Linked DNA regions of Sus scrofa: region 1 is linked to region 2. A link is a contact called in public Hi-C data. All regions are on one chromosome and are shown on one strand. Each heading gives the region's core, a stretch centred on a gene start, on an enhancer-like site or on the middle of the called end of the contact. The rest is flanking DNA. Distances are from core to core; before and after follow the strand shown.

What was found. Hi-C and Micro-C count contacts between places; a contact is called where the count stands out from the background.
Region 1: a Hi-C map of fetal skeletal muscle shows a contact between it and region 2, with 2.6 times the contacts expected there. The contact joins two enhancer-like sites. A contact is called at or near these places in 9 of 47 Hi-C or Micro-C datasets (embryonic fibroblasts, fetal heart ventricle, fetal skeletal muscle and 5 more).

Annotation. Positions count from the first base shown.
Region 1 is chr11:47,485,707-47,492,667 of Sscrofa11.1, forward strand. No RefSeq gene overlaps it. Among named protein-coding and RNA genes, the nearest start is that of TBC1D4, 270 kb to the right of the region's middle. Within about 2 kb of position 4,500, at least 10 of the 83 cell types and tissues checked have an H3K27ac peak or open chromatin away from gene starts, as enhancers often do. A contact at or near this core is called in fetal skeletal muscle, where this site is marked.
Region 2 is chr11:46,144,194-46,151,542 of Sscrofa11.1, forward strand. The region is part of intron 3 of KLF12 (Kruppel like factor 12); the gene reads right to left. Among named protein-coding and RNA genes, the nearest start is that of KLF12, 160 kb to the right of the region's middle. Within about 2 kb of position 4,443, at least 7 of the 83 cell types and tissues checked have an H3K27ac peak or open chromatin away from gene starts, as enhancers often do. A contact at or near this core is called in fetal skeletal muscle, where this site is marked.

The DNA of each region.
Region 1 (6,961 bases), core at 3,250-5,749, 1.3 Mb after region 2:
AGATGGTATCACAAGTGATACTACAAAAATTATTTTTATTTATTTATTTATTTTTGTCTTTTTAGGGTCGCACCTGCAGCATATGGAGGTTCCCAGGCTAGGGGTCGAATCGGAGCTGTAGCCACCGGCCTACACTAGAGCCACAGCCATGCAGGATCCGAGCCTCATCTGCGACCTATACCACAGCTCACCACAACGCCGGATCCTTAACCCACTGAGCCAGGGCAGGGATCGAACCCGCAACCTCAAGGTTCCTACTCGGACTGGTTTCCACTGCACCACGACGGGAAATCCCAAAAAATTATTTTTAAAGAAAAAGGTAAACATACACCTACCAGCCATTCCATGCCATTCTATCATTCTACTGCTAGATATTTTTCATAGCAGCTTCATTCACAATAGCCAAAAAACAAAACAAAAAACAACAAAAAAAAACCCTTGAAATAATACATTGCACAACAGATGAATAAACAAAATGTGAAATACATAATAAAACACTACTCAGGAACAATATATGCTTGAAACTATCCTTTATGCTCAAAATAGTTTTAAAATAAACTATTGATAGACACAACATAATGAATCTCAAAATCTTGATGCTGAGTTAAAGAAGCCAGACATAGGAAAGTACATATATATTGTTATGATTCCATTTTTATGAAGTTCGAGAAATTAAATTATAAGAACAAAAAACAGGTAATGGTTGCCCAGAGACAGGGGCAAAGGAAAGAGGTTTGCCAAGGGGCACAAGAGAACTTTGGGGGTTCAAGGAAATATTGGTTCTCTAGATTGCAGTGACCCTTTCATATGCGTATACATATGTCAAAAACCATCCGGTGTACTCTTTAGCCATGTGCAATTTACTGTATGTCAACTATATCAAAATAAAGTTGTAAAAATAACATAAATTCAGTAGAAATCCTTAAGAGCTGAATACAACTGGTTCAGACCCGACATAAGTATATGTATTAAAAATATCAGAGAGAAAGTGTGAAGAAAACAGACATAAATTCCAGGAGTTTGCTAACTAATACTTCATTATTTAATCATTTAACAAATATATAATATTTCTAATAAGATCAAGGGGGAAAAAAAGCAACTGAGAAATCCTAGAATGCGTACTCTAGCAAGCAACTCTAAAAATGGTATTTCCTCTCCTGCGCTTTTGGGTAAATTTAAGATAGCAAACAAAATATTTCTACTTAGATATTCATTTGCTGGGGGTGACTGCAGAGTATCATGACTTGAGTCCCAGGATCTTTGTGAATATACTGTATACAATGTATGCAATGGCCTTGCAAGATGACATGACCAAAATTTAAAATAAATCAGGAGAAGCAAAAAAAAAAATTTGTAAAGACTGTATTTCTAATGGTAACAACAGTAAAGAGCTTTCCTACTCTTTTAACGACCTTTCTCTTTAGTTTTCACTAGCGTTTAGGAATCTCTGTTAAGTAAAACCTCTAAGCAATTTTGCTACAGGGAAAATTTTACATCCTCTTAGTTCAGTGATATGGACGAGTCAGCCATTTCTAATTTTTGCAGACTAAATAGAATATTAATGGCTTTAATGATTTTTAAATACTATTTGCAAGGTTGTTTAAAATGACTGTGTCAAAGTAACAATCAATAAGATAATGAATGTGAAAATGCTCTGTACACAGCAAAGAGCTACCTGAGTATAAGTGACAAGATAAAAATATTTTAAAAAATTATTTGTCCTTTGAAAGAATAGAATGGGAGTTCCCATCATGGCTCAGCCGAAATGAACCTGGCTAGTATCCATGAGGACACAGATTTGATCCCCGGCCTCGCTCAGTGGGTTAAGGATCCGGCATTGCCATGAGCTGTGGTGCAGGTCACAGATGTGGCTCAGATCCCGTGTTGCTGGGTCTGTGGGGCAGACCGGCAGCTACAGCTTCAATTCGACCCCTAGCCTGGGGAGCTCCATGTACTGAGGGTGAGGCCCCAAAAAGAGAAAAAAAATCGAATCAAATCAAATCAAAAGTCAGATTTGAAAAAAAAAAAAAGACAGACTAGAATAGGTGGTAAACAACCCATAAATTCCTCAAATAGAGGAACTATTAAAAACCAAAACCAGATTAGCCCAGGTCATTTAAGAAGATGGAAGCCCCCAGTCATGTGTCTTAAAACAAGGAGAGATCATTCCCTAAATAGGAAAATAAACCTTTCGGAAAGTATTTCACTGTTTTTTAAAGGTTTGAGAAAAAAAAAAATGTTCCCTCGTTATCTTCAATGCAAGACTCTGAAATCTAGAGCAGCCTTTACCAACAGGTTTTCACAGAACGGTTCGACAGGAACAAACAGTTTCTGACTCAAGTAAGTCTAGGTCACTCTTAGTTAAAGGAAGAGGGCTATTCAAGTAATTTGCACAAATACTGATGTGATAATAATAACATGAAAGAGGAAAAAGAGGAAGAGGGAACAATATGAAGTCTTTTCCAAACTTACCTGACAACAACTATTTTTGTTTCAAAGCCTGGGGACCCAAAAGTCTCATCTGTGTTCTGCTCACCCAGCCGTGTGCCCTGGCATTGTGCTGCCTCCAGCTGGAGGAAAAGGGCCTTTGGCTTTTGCAAGAAGGCGCTGGGCAGCCGGCCAGGTTTGTTTCTACCTCTCCCCATCCCTGCGTGGCAGGGGGAGGCAGGGAGGAGGGCAGACTCTATTTCTCACACAGTGTCCATCCTATCAGCTCACGGCACCCTCCTCAGGACCATCAGCCTTGACCTCTTGCTCAGTTATTTCTCCTAGACTACCGGAGAAGGGCCTTGCGGCTCTGGGGACATGAATAAAGGGCTTCTCTACAGGATACTTGAACCTGAACTTATTAGCCTGGAGAGGCTAGAAAGGCTCATCCCCTCTCCTCCTCTTTCCCTGGACAAAAGAGCAGAAGGGCTTCAGAAAAGCAAAGGGGGTGGCTAAAGGGTGGAAATACAGCCAGGGATATTTCAAAAGTCAAATCCTTGTTACAGAACCTACTGGCCCATCCCAGTCTCTGGATGGAACATTTCTGGGCCACCAATCCATTCTTGAGGCACTTGGTGCTGCAGGGAGAGAAGGGAGGGGTTACAGCAGGCACACAGGGCTGACAGCCAGTAGTGGGCAGAGGGGTATCTGTCCTTAAAGAAAGAGAACATGGTCTGGGCAGGCCCCCCAAGAAATCCACTACTCTCTCTCCAGCCCTGCGAATAATGACAGTCTGTAGGTGCTTCAAATAACTCTACTTCCTTAGCTGTTCACGTTGGATTTCATATCCCAACTCCTTGAACGATACTTTTCATGTTGTACCTTATTCGAGTTTAACATCTCCTTTTAGGTGTGAAACTGAGAACTTTATAAGCACTTGGGTAAAGACACATGTGGGAGAATAATGGTTCATGCCTGTTTTCAGTTCCTAATAGCAAGCACACTTTTAATATTCCTTTCACTTCATACTCGCATGGCCCCTGATAGGACTCCGCAAGGAAAAAAGTAAGCCCACCATTCAAAAGGAGGCTAGCCTCATGGAGGAGTGACTTCCTCCACTTCCTTCCCAAATTTCTCATCAGTTTTTTTTTTTTTTCTTTTTTAAATCTTTTTAGGGCCTTACCGGTGGCATCTGGAAGTTCCCAGGCTAGGGCCACAGCCACAGCCATGCAGGATCTGAGCCACATCTGCGACCTACACCACAGCTCACAGCAATGCCAGGTCCTTAACCCACTGAGCAGAGCCAGGGATCGAACCTGAGTCCTCATGGATGCTAGTTGGGTTTACCGCTGAGCTCCCACAGGAACTCCTCTCCACCAGTTCTTATTCCCACCTGCACCAGGGAACCAGCTGGTCAAGAGTGTGACGCTCCGAATAATATTCAGGGAGGGAAAAACAAACAAAAACAAAAGATTCAGTTAGATACTGACCACGTCATCAGCTTTACTGTTTCCCAGGAAAATTAAAGGACTACGGAGCTCTATGTCCCTGTTTTATGACTCTTTTTTCAGTTTTGTTTTTTTTATATAAGTAGAGTTGATTTATGTTTCATGATGCTTTATAACCCTAATATGCCTGCTGGAGATAGTGCAGAAAGCTTCGACTGAAGAACAGTGGGAGACTGGGAAGAAATCAAAAAAGAGAGAGAGAAAGAGAAGGGATCTCCTGTGCTCACCAAGAACCCCCCCACCAAGGACAGCAGGGAACTCCCCCAACCTTCTGAAGATGTGATCTGGTAACAGACACTGAAGGAAAGTGAGACGTTGTTCGGGGGGAGCTCAGAAACACAAATGAAATCAGAAAGGTGGTCAGGCCAGGCTGGCTCCTTTGGAATGCCGCTTCCCGTTCCTTCAGCCAGAACCCCCGATGCTTCTTTCTCCCCCGTTAGCATTCGGTTAACCCTCATCTCTAAAGCCCACTCTGCGTGCCAGGACAGCTTTCATTCATCTCCGGGACTTCCGGCGATTCAGAGGTTTCGCTCCAGGAAAAGAAAGCACACACGCGCCCAGAGCCAGAGCGGGACACCGCTGACCTCCTTCTCCTGGAATCCTCTGTAGACTTCTCCCCAGCTCTGTGCAAACCATTTGCAGCTGGGTATTTTTCCTGCTTGTGAAACAAGACTGTCTGCCCAGCAGAACAAGACCTATTTGATGAATGGTGGCAGAGGGCTAAGGTGGAAGCGGATTTTGATTGCCTTGATTGCAAGAATCCAGGCGCTTAAAAACGATCTAGATGGCTTAACCTCTTCTTAGCTGCGTTACGGCAAATGACATAGCGACAAACATATTATGTATACACTCTGACACAAAGCAGAGGATAAAAAGAGGTGTTTTTCTCAGTGCGCATAAAGCCTCACGTCCAGAGTGATCCTATTAAGAGTCATCCTTTAAAAACTACTTTATTACAGAAATAGTTCATTAATATAGCACAGCAAAAAAGATTCAAGTATAAAGAGTGAAATGGTCAAGGCCACTTGTCACCCCTCACTCACTCCTCTTCTCTCCCCAAAGGTAACCGCATTTAGAGTTTGCTGTATGTGCTTCTGCTCGTTTTTCTTTATAATGACTGTAAACAACAGATTTTTCCTAAACAAATTGTTCTACTTGTTGCTTTTTTCACTTAAGGATACATCTTTTGGGCCCTTCCCTGTTGGTGTGTACAGGTCTGCCTCATTCTCCTCATTGGCTGCATAGTTGCTGCAATTCGAAGCAGCAGCAAATTCTAATTGTGTCCCACGGCTAAAAAAAAAAAAAAACTTTGAAAAAGAAACATATGATTGGCCTGGTTTTGGACTACTATTTTGAAAAATTAAACGGGAGCTTGCCGAGGCATGCTTAAACCGTTAGTCACTGAAAAAAACGTTCAGCGAACGAACCACAAAACTCACAGCTTCCCAAAGCAGCCTGGCATGGGTCCTGCCTTGTCATCTGCCTGGGCTCAGGGGGAGCTCTGGGTAGCAACTCTGCAATATGTCCTCAAAATGCAGGGAGTTCAAATAATTTCCAATCCTGACAAGGCTTTACATCTACCCTGTCTTATCCTTTACATTTAACCCATATGATCCTGTGACCCTGTGAGGGCGTAACACAAAAAGAAGGTTGTTTAGGGAGGAGAGGGTATGAAAGCAAGAAATACAAGAACAGCAACACTGATTTGTTAAGCTGATTTTTCCGACAGCGCTATTCGCTTTCCATAAATCCTGGAATGGCCGGGCCAGCTTTCATTACGTTAGGGGTTCCTGATTGGGTTCCTCACCTTATTACAATGCTGGTCTCTGTGTTCCCCTGTGAATGACTACTCTCTTGCTCAGAGCAAGTGAAAGATTCTTTAACCTTTTTGGTAACCAAGCTGCAGTTATGGCAGCAGAAATTCATCACAAGGAGTTTTCCAGCAGAAATTTCCTTTTTTTCAGAAAGCAAAATGAGAGCCTAAAATTTAACAGGGGAAAAGAAAAGAAAAGAAAACTACTAATTGCATCCTGTAACACCCTAGGATTCTCCACTTTTAAGAGAAAGTGTATTTTAGCTTCTCCCCAGGAGCTAAGAACACGGTCATTTCGTGTCAGCTTGTAATGAATTAGCACAACTCTTTGATCAATGGCATCAAAGGCCATTGATAGCACTGATAATATAGACGTTAGAAAATTGTGCATTGATTTACCACCTGAAATCAATCAAACTTTCACCATTCTATTTCCCTTCCATTGCTCTTTCAGACTGGGATAACATTCAGATGCTGAGCCTCCAGGGCCTCGAAAGAGGAGAGTGGGACCCACGGAAAGCTCTGATTTTCTACAGCTACTGGATGTGAACTCACCAAAAGTTACAAATGGGGAGCTTTACAGTCAAAAAAAAAAAAAATCTTTCTGCAAGGACATGTCAAAACTCAAGTGGCCATTGCCTTTGAGATGGACTTCTTTACAGATCCTTCCAGGTCCATCTCTCTTGCCATCTACTTTGGTTACTCCATGCCGCTGGCCGATGGTGGCAGCTGGGCCTCACAGCCCAGATAAAGTCCGAAGGCAGCTCAAGCTTCCCTCCACATGCCCATTCGTTCGAGTAACTTTTCCAGGGCTATGCAGTCAGGCCAATTATCTTAGAAACAGGCAATTATAACCACATTCACAGCTCCCTAAAAGGGTGAGTGCATTCCAGTAACAATTTCTCATGAAAGAAAACAGTAATTGAAGGACTGGCAAGGCTATTGCAACAGACCAAGACCTCTGGAAAGACATTTAATAGCACACACACACGCCTACACACACACACACACACACACACACACACACACACAGAGTCCCCTTACTTTCTCACCAGAGGCATTTTTCCTTTCCATCCAAATCCACTAAATATTTTCTGGGGAAAAATATAGGCAATAGAAAGCAAAACTGATGAAGCTATGTCTGGGATTCTGGGTTCTGGTCACACCTTGTTCTTTAATGTCTGTATCTGTGTAGCTCTTGCTTACATAGTGT
Region 2 (7,349 bases), core at 3,193-5,692:
CAGCTCCGATTCAAACCCTAGCCTGGGAACCTCTATATGCCGTGGGTGCAGCCCTAAAAAGGACAAAATACAAACAAAAAAAAAAAAAAAAGAAGGATTGTTGAATGGGAGATGGAGAAAGACAGAGAAAGAAAGAAACAATTAGCCAATGATCAAAGGGAATATCTGGAATTAAAGGTGAGAGAATTCTATGTGGTCTCATTCAAATTTTCTGGACAGGAACCACAGTAAGAAATACATATTTCATAGATGTAAAGTATTGCAATTGGATTGGATAAGCAATGAGATCTGCTGTATAGCACAGGGAACTGTATCTAGTCACCTGTGTTGGAATATGATGGGAAGACAATGTGAGAAAAAGAAGGTGTATATGTATGTGTGACTGACAGCAGAAACTGACAGAACATTGTAAATCAACTATAATAGAAAAAATAAAAATCTTACCAAAGAAAGAAATACATATTTCAACATGACTCAGTACAAGCACACAGAGACATACACAGTACTGCATTTGCATGAATGTAAATAGGTTACTAAATAAAAGTTTCAAAATTTAACACATATTTGGGTGATACTTTCATATATTTTTAAGTCAAATCTTTTCTATTTAACTTCTTTAAAATTTTAAAGAAATTTTAAGCTACTAAACTGATTTCAAGATTCACCGTCAGGGGTTCCTGTTGTGGCTGAGGGAAACAAACCTGACTAGCATCCATGAGGACGCAGATTCGATCCCTGGCTTCACTCAGTGGATTAAGGATCCAGTGTTGACATGAGCTGTGGTGTAGGTTGCAGAAGGGGCTCAGATCTGGCGTTGCTATGGCTGTGGCGTAGGCGAACGGCTACAGCTCTGATTCGACCTCTAGCCTGGGAACTTCCAAGTGCCACAAGTGTGGCCCTAAAAAGACCAAAAAAAAAAAAAAAAAAAAAAAAAAAATTCACCATCAGGAAAATGACTCACAGTGTGAACAGTGGTGTTCTAGTGTGTTGTAAATTACAGCTGGCTTTTAAGAGAAGTTATTTTAAAATCATTATAGCGACAGTCCTGGCTATACAAATGATCTATTAAAAATTGTGGAATGAATGAAGTAATGAAAGGAAAAAAAAAAAAAAAGAAGATGAATTCACCTGGTCATGAAAAATACATACAATCAGCCAATGATCAAAGTAGCATTCCCCCCACATAAAGGTGGCTGGAGGAAAGATCAAGCATGTGATTCTTACTCTGTAAACTGGTAGCTCTTCTTTTATTTATTAGATAGAAAGACAAATATCAATGTGTTCTTCTCTAAAGAACACAAAGTGGAAGAGCAGTTCATCAAAGTCTCCCTTAACAATGGAACCCAAGCAGAAAGAAAGGGCTGAGAAAATGGTAACACAGCTTGGAATACAAAAAGAATTATTATTAAGGGAGTAAGAAAAAACAGGGAACAGAAACCACAGCCAGAGAGTTGTAAATAATTAAAAAGCCAATTTAAAACAGTGCTGGCAAAGATTCTAAGACCAAGTTTCCCTCTTGGATCTCATAGTCTTCCTTCTTTCGTTTGTTATTTCCAGATCTTAAGAGCCCTTGGATAAAAGGCCCATTTGCAAAAAAATCTCTCTATAGGCCTTGATTTAGATCTAGATAGATATCTCCCTATCTATATACCCATCCAAAACCCAAAGGTTTCTTGCAATGAGTATATACGTTCAAACATCATCAAGATAATCCTATAAATACCTGCAATCTAATATGTAAAGTAAGAATTTCCTTGTAGCATAACAGCACCTGTACTATGTGAAATTAGAAGTTTTACATTTAAGTAGAACATTACTTCCAGAGAGGAAAAAAAAGAAAACCACAGAGGAAAGGAAATACACTCAATTTCAAAATCCAATATGTCAATGTAGAACGTGCTACATATTATGGGAGAAAACTTCTCAGGTGTGGTGAAAACAAATGCAGCAACTACATTCGACTAAATTCTATCCTAGTAATATATCACATTTAAGCACATCTCTATTTAAATACAAATGAGACCACTTTACTTGAGGAGGAATTTGACCTCGCAAATTAAAATGGTGTGCTAGGTATCACTTTATAAAAGCATGGACACAAAGTCCATTAGGCTAACCTCTTGCTCAATCTGTTTTATCTACTGGCTGGATTTCTGTACCTTTACTACCTAACGTCTACCTCTGAATGAAGCATCATCTCTCTCTTACTGTGGATCCCCTCTGCTGTCTATACGTTTTCTCTTCTTTTTCCCTTTTGTACTTTTTTTTTTTTTTTTTTTGGTCTTTTTAGGGCTGCATGGGTGGCATATGGAGGTTCCCAGGCTAGGGGTCTAATTGGAGCTACACCTGCTAGCCTACACCACAGCCACAACCATGCCAGATCCAAGCCATGTCTGTGACCTACACCACCGCTCATGGCAATGCCGAATCCTTAACCCACTGAGGGAGGTCAGGGATCAAACCCACAACCTCATGGTTCCTAGCTGGATTCGTTTCCGCTGCACCACAACGGGAACTTCCCCCTCTTGTACTTTTATTTACTACTTAACTGCGTGGAGGACGGAGAAGCCAAACTCACTCCTTGACATTTTACAGTTTACAAGGAACTTAGAGTTTTCTCTTTTTCTAAGAATTCTCTTAATGATACAAATAATTTCCTTCTCCTCTCTTGAGCCAGTTACTGTTATCACATTTTAGAACAAGCTCAGTCTGTACCAGAGGAAACAGAGGAATTGACTGACTACAGGTATTTCAGATAAACAAGAGTCTAAGAAGCCATTTTTTGATGGAATCCATTCAACTTTCTGTGCATGTCCAGAAGCGAAAAAATACAGGTAAGTTTCTACTCCTTACTGAAAATCTGCTAAAAACAAACAACAAATGACTAAATATCTGTATAAAATATTCGGAACTCTTATTTATTTTTTCTCAGTATATATCATAATTTAATATGTGCTAAAGGGAGTATTTCAATTCTGTGGGAATGAATGGTTTATGTAATAACTAGTGCTGGCATAACTGGCTATTCATTTAGAATAAAAGGAACTTGTATCCTAATTTCACAACAAATCCAAAGGTAAATTCCAAGTGTATTAAAAACGTACATGTACCCAATAAATCTCAGAAGAACATTTTGGTGACTACGTGGAAATCTAGGGGACAGAGGACACGTCTCACACTAAAACCAGAAGCCTGGAAGTAAAAAAGATAGACATGTTTGATCACCTAAAAATGTAAAACGTTTATATGCCCAAAAGATACCATAAGCAAAGTTAAGAGTAAAAATACGCATTTAGAAAAACATGTGTCATGCCCAAACTCCTGTTTAAAAATCAGGTTTCCAGAAATATTGGCTCTTTCTCACTACGCAACCAGTTCTTGTCTTTGTTTTACAAGAACAGCAGCAAAACCCTCAAGTCCTATCAAAGTTCAAATTCAAGAATAATACGCCAAAAGTCAGCAACAGTCTGCCCGGTCCTGCTTCCCAATAAGCAACAGTAAAACCTCATTAAAAAGAAAAGATTAAGGACCTAGAGGGTTTGCTGATAAAAATCAAATTCAGATTTAAAAGAGGAATCTATACCAAAGGAGGCTGTGGTAGTTCGGTCACTCAAGAAGCCAAGACAACTGTATACATGAGCTGCCTGGGACTGTTCTAGACTATTCTGGTCATATGGCAGATGACACCAGGATTCCACCGAATGGCAAACTAAAAGAGGACAGTTATGCATAAGGTGGACAGAAGAAGCGAGTCTGTGACAAAATGCACCAGGACCTGAAATAAGACATCGCACACATCAACGAGCAGGAAAGCTGATAGCAGGAGAGACGTGGTGAAACAAAGAGGAGTTTCAAGGGAGCAAAGCTCCATCTGCCTTCAATGGTCAGAAGCGATGGTCAGAACCTCTAACCAGCTCGGCGGCAATCACTGCGATGCCTGTATTTCCTTTTCCAAATATAAATGGCCTAGGACTAAAAATACACCGTGGCTTCTTCCTGTGGGCTGCTGAGAAAAGCAACAGCCCGTAGGAAGAAATGGGGTGTGAGCATTTCAGCACTGCCCACAGCCACGGCCCTCTGAAATTCCTGAATGAGTGCTGGAAAATAAGGCATGGCTTGGGAAGATGCTTCATCTAAAAATAATAGACAAACAACACTTTTAAAGGAGATGACCAAAGAAATTACACGCCCAAACGAGGATGTTGCTTTCTTAACAGCAGTAACATGACCTAGTCAAACACTGGGGAGGAAAGGTACTTGAAACTCAAGGATCTATTCATACAAAATGATTTAAGTCAGGAATAATGCATTTATGACCCAGAGTAAGTTATTTTTCAGGTCTCCATTATAATAAAAACTCTTGATGCAATAAATATGTTTTGTAAAATTCTAGTAGACTGGACTACGGCGATTGCATTTCCAGGAAAGAAAATTGGCAGCACAGGAAACAAGCTGAGCTTTTCCTGCTGGGCAGTTGCTTTTATTACAGTCACAGACATCGGGGAGGGGGGGGCGGGTACCCAGCAAGAAACAAAAACAGGGAAAGGGGGAGAAAACAAACCAAGAGACCTTTATTACATAAAGTAGTAAAGAAGGACAGGATAGAAGTCAGGGAAGAAAATTGGGCAACAGTGAAATACGCAGCTGGCTCTTTAGTTCTGACTGTTTCAAAGCCACCAGTCACCACACCCTGCCCAAGGCTCATTCCTGGGCCTTGAGGTGCTATTACCTGTTCCTCTACTACATGGAGAAAGGACAAGCTCAGGTATAGGAAGCAGGAAACAAGTCCCTCTCTTTTTTTAAGCTCTATGGTTAGATTTTCACAGAGTGGTTATGGCCTTGCCCTTCAAGTATTCTGCATTTCTAAAATGCAATATTTATCAATGCTCAAATGTAAAAGAATGTCTTCAAACAATAAATACATGGAGTTCCCTTGTGGCACAATGGGTTAAGGATCAGTAGCCAGGAACTTCCACATGCCAAGGATGCAGTCAAAAAAAAGAAAAAAGAAAAAAGAAATACAACAACAACAAATACAAAGTATTTGGGGCTTATCTCTTGTTTTGACCTATTCTGTACATTCTAGTCTGTGATGAAGGAGCGATGTTTGATCTCAGATTCGTATTAACGCTGGTATCATTTTTAAAATTCTCAATGGAACCCAAATTTTACTGAACCTTTGTTTGCCTTTCGTTGTCAATCCTAGATCTGTATCTATTGCTTTTGGCATTTTCTTTCCTTTTCCATTATGTATCCTTTTTCCTAAAACTCATGTCAATCTAATAAATTGACTTTAGAATTCAGGTTAATTACAGCAAGATGCAGGTTACTTCCACAAAATAATATAAGCAGAGGATGTGCAATTAAGAACTTTGCTCCTGTAACTCTTCCCTCTCTACAATTACCCATTTTCAACTGTCTTCTTGATCCTTCTTGACAGAATACAAATAGGCTATGCTGTCTCTCTCTTTTAAAATCCCTCCCTTGAGAGCTTAAATGCCTCTTCAGCTACCATTCCATTTCTCCCTAACTCTTGCAATGAAACTAGTCCTAAGAGCTGTTGAGACTTTCAGTCTCCCCTTGCCTCACTCCCATCTGAACATGAACTCACCTCGGTCAGTCCTTTCTCCCCACTGCGCCACTGACACAGTGTCACCAGTAAACTCCAGCCTCCTCAAATCCTTAACTCTCAGTCCTTAGGTTATCTGATCCCTTAGCAGCCTTGGCTGTAACTGACGACTCCCTTCTTGCAACATTTTCTTCACTTGCATTCTGTCTAAGACTCTTTTCTTTTACCTTAATAGTAGATGAAGGAAGGGAGGAAAAGAGAGTTCTAAATACACCTACTTTTCCATCAAGGCAGGACCAAACCAAGAGCAGCTTTGCCTGTGAGTCCTTACGACCTTCTATGCTTTTGCTGCTAAGCATCTATGAACACTAATGACAATCTCCTGGGAAATCTACCAAAAACTTCCCCAGGCTGAACTGACATTTCTTTACAAGGTCAAACAATCCCTCTAGGGTCTGGCTTATAAATAACATGTCTCAGAGGTTAGTAGCCCATCCACTAGCCTTCTAATCTCGCAGCACTGTCACTTCCAGGGCTACGGCTACTCTGTCCTCTTGGTATGGAGCAGAAAAACATCTTCCTTTAACATTTTCTCCCTTCCAATGTCAGGGAGATCTCTGACAGCTTCCCTCTGCTGGCTCTAGTCTAAACTGTATTTGCTTACTGTACCTTCCAGAACACTGTACCCTTTTCTTTACATCATATGTCACGTTCAAGGTCCAACAGATTTGTTGGTGCTCTGGGTTAGCAAACAACCTGCCATTCTTTTAGACCATCTTCTGTAAATACTTCGATGAGAAGACGTTCTCTCTTCATTAGAATGCTTTTCCACATTCTTCTATTGGGGAAGTTTCACGCTACCACATTCCAGAACCTCACCGCCCACTCTGGGCATCCCAGCAGAAACATTTTGCCCAGGAGTTACCGCTGTGGTGCAGCAAGTTAGGAATCCAACTGCAGCAGCTCTGGCCCCTGCAGAGGTGAGGGTTTGATCCCAAACCCAGCACAGTGGGTTAAGGATCTGTTATTGCTGCACCTGTGGCTTGAATTCAATCCCAGGCCTGGAAACTTCCACATGCTGTGGGTGCGACCAAAAAAAAAAAAAAAAAAGAACTTTGTTTTTCCAACCACATATATAACACCATCTGTGAAAATAATTTTGTCAAATACAACTTTCTCTATCTGCAATTATAATTAAACTCGCTCCCCATGGCATATCCATGGCTGGTCTACATTTTAACCCAGCTCTGTCCACAGTTGTTAGTGAATTGTATGATTTTTTGGTTTGATGTCAGTATCTCCTATAAACTATAAGCACCCAGATAAGACAGCATCTATTTTGCTTAATGCTACATCCCTGGTGTCAATAAAATGCCTAATACATGACAGATGCTCAGTGAATATTTGAATGGACAATGACTCAATTCCTATTATTTCGGACATAGACGTGTACATTCACCATCCCTTATGTAATATGGTCATCTATTTCTCAACTGAGACCAGGTATGTTACTCCAACTTTATTTCATTTTTTTGTCTTTTTAGGGCTGCACCCATGGCATATGGAAGTTCCCAAGCTAGTGGTCGAATTGGAGTTGGAGCTGCCGGCCTACACCACAGCCACAGCAACACCAGAGCTAAGCTTCAACTGCAACCTACACCACAGCCCACGGCAACACCAGATCCTTAACCCACTGAGGGAGGCCAGGGATCAAACCTGCGTCCTCATGTATACTAGTCAGATTCACTTCTGCTGAGCCACCACAGGAACGCCTGCTGTT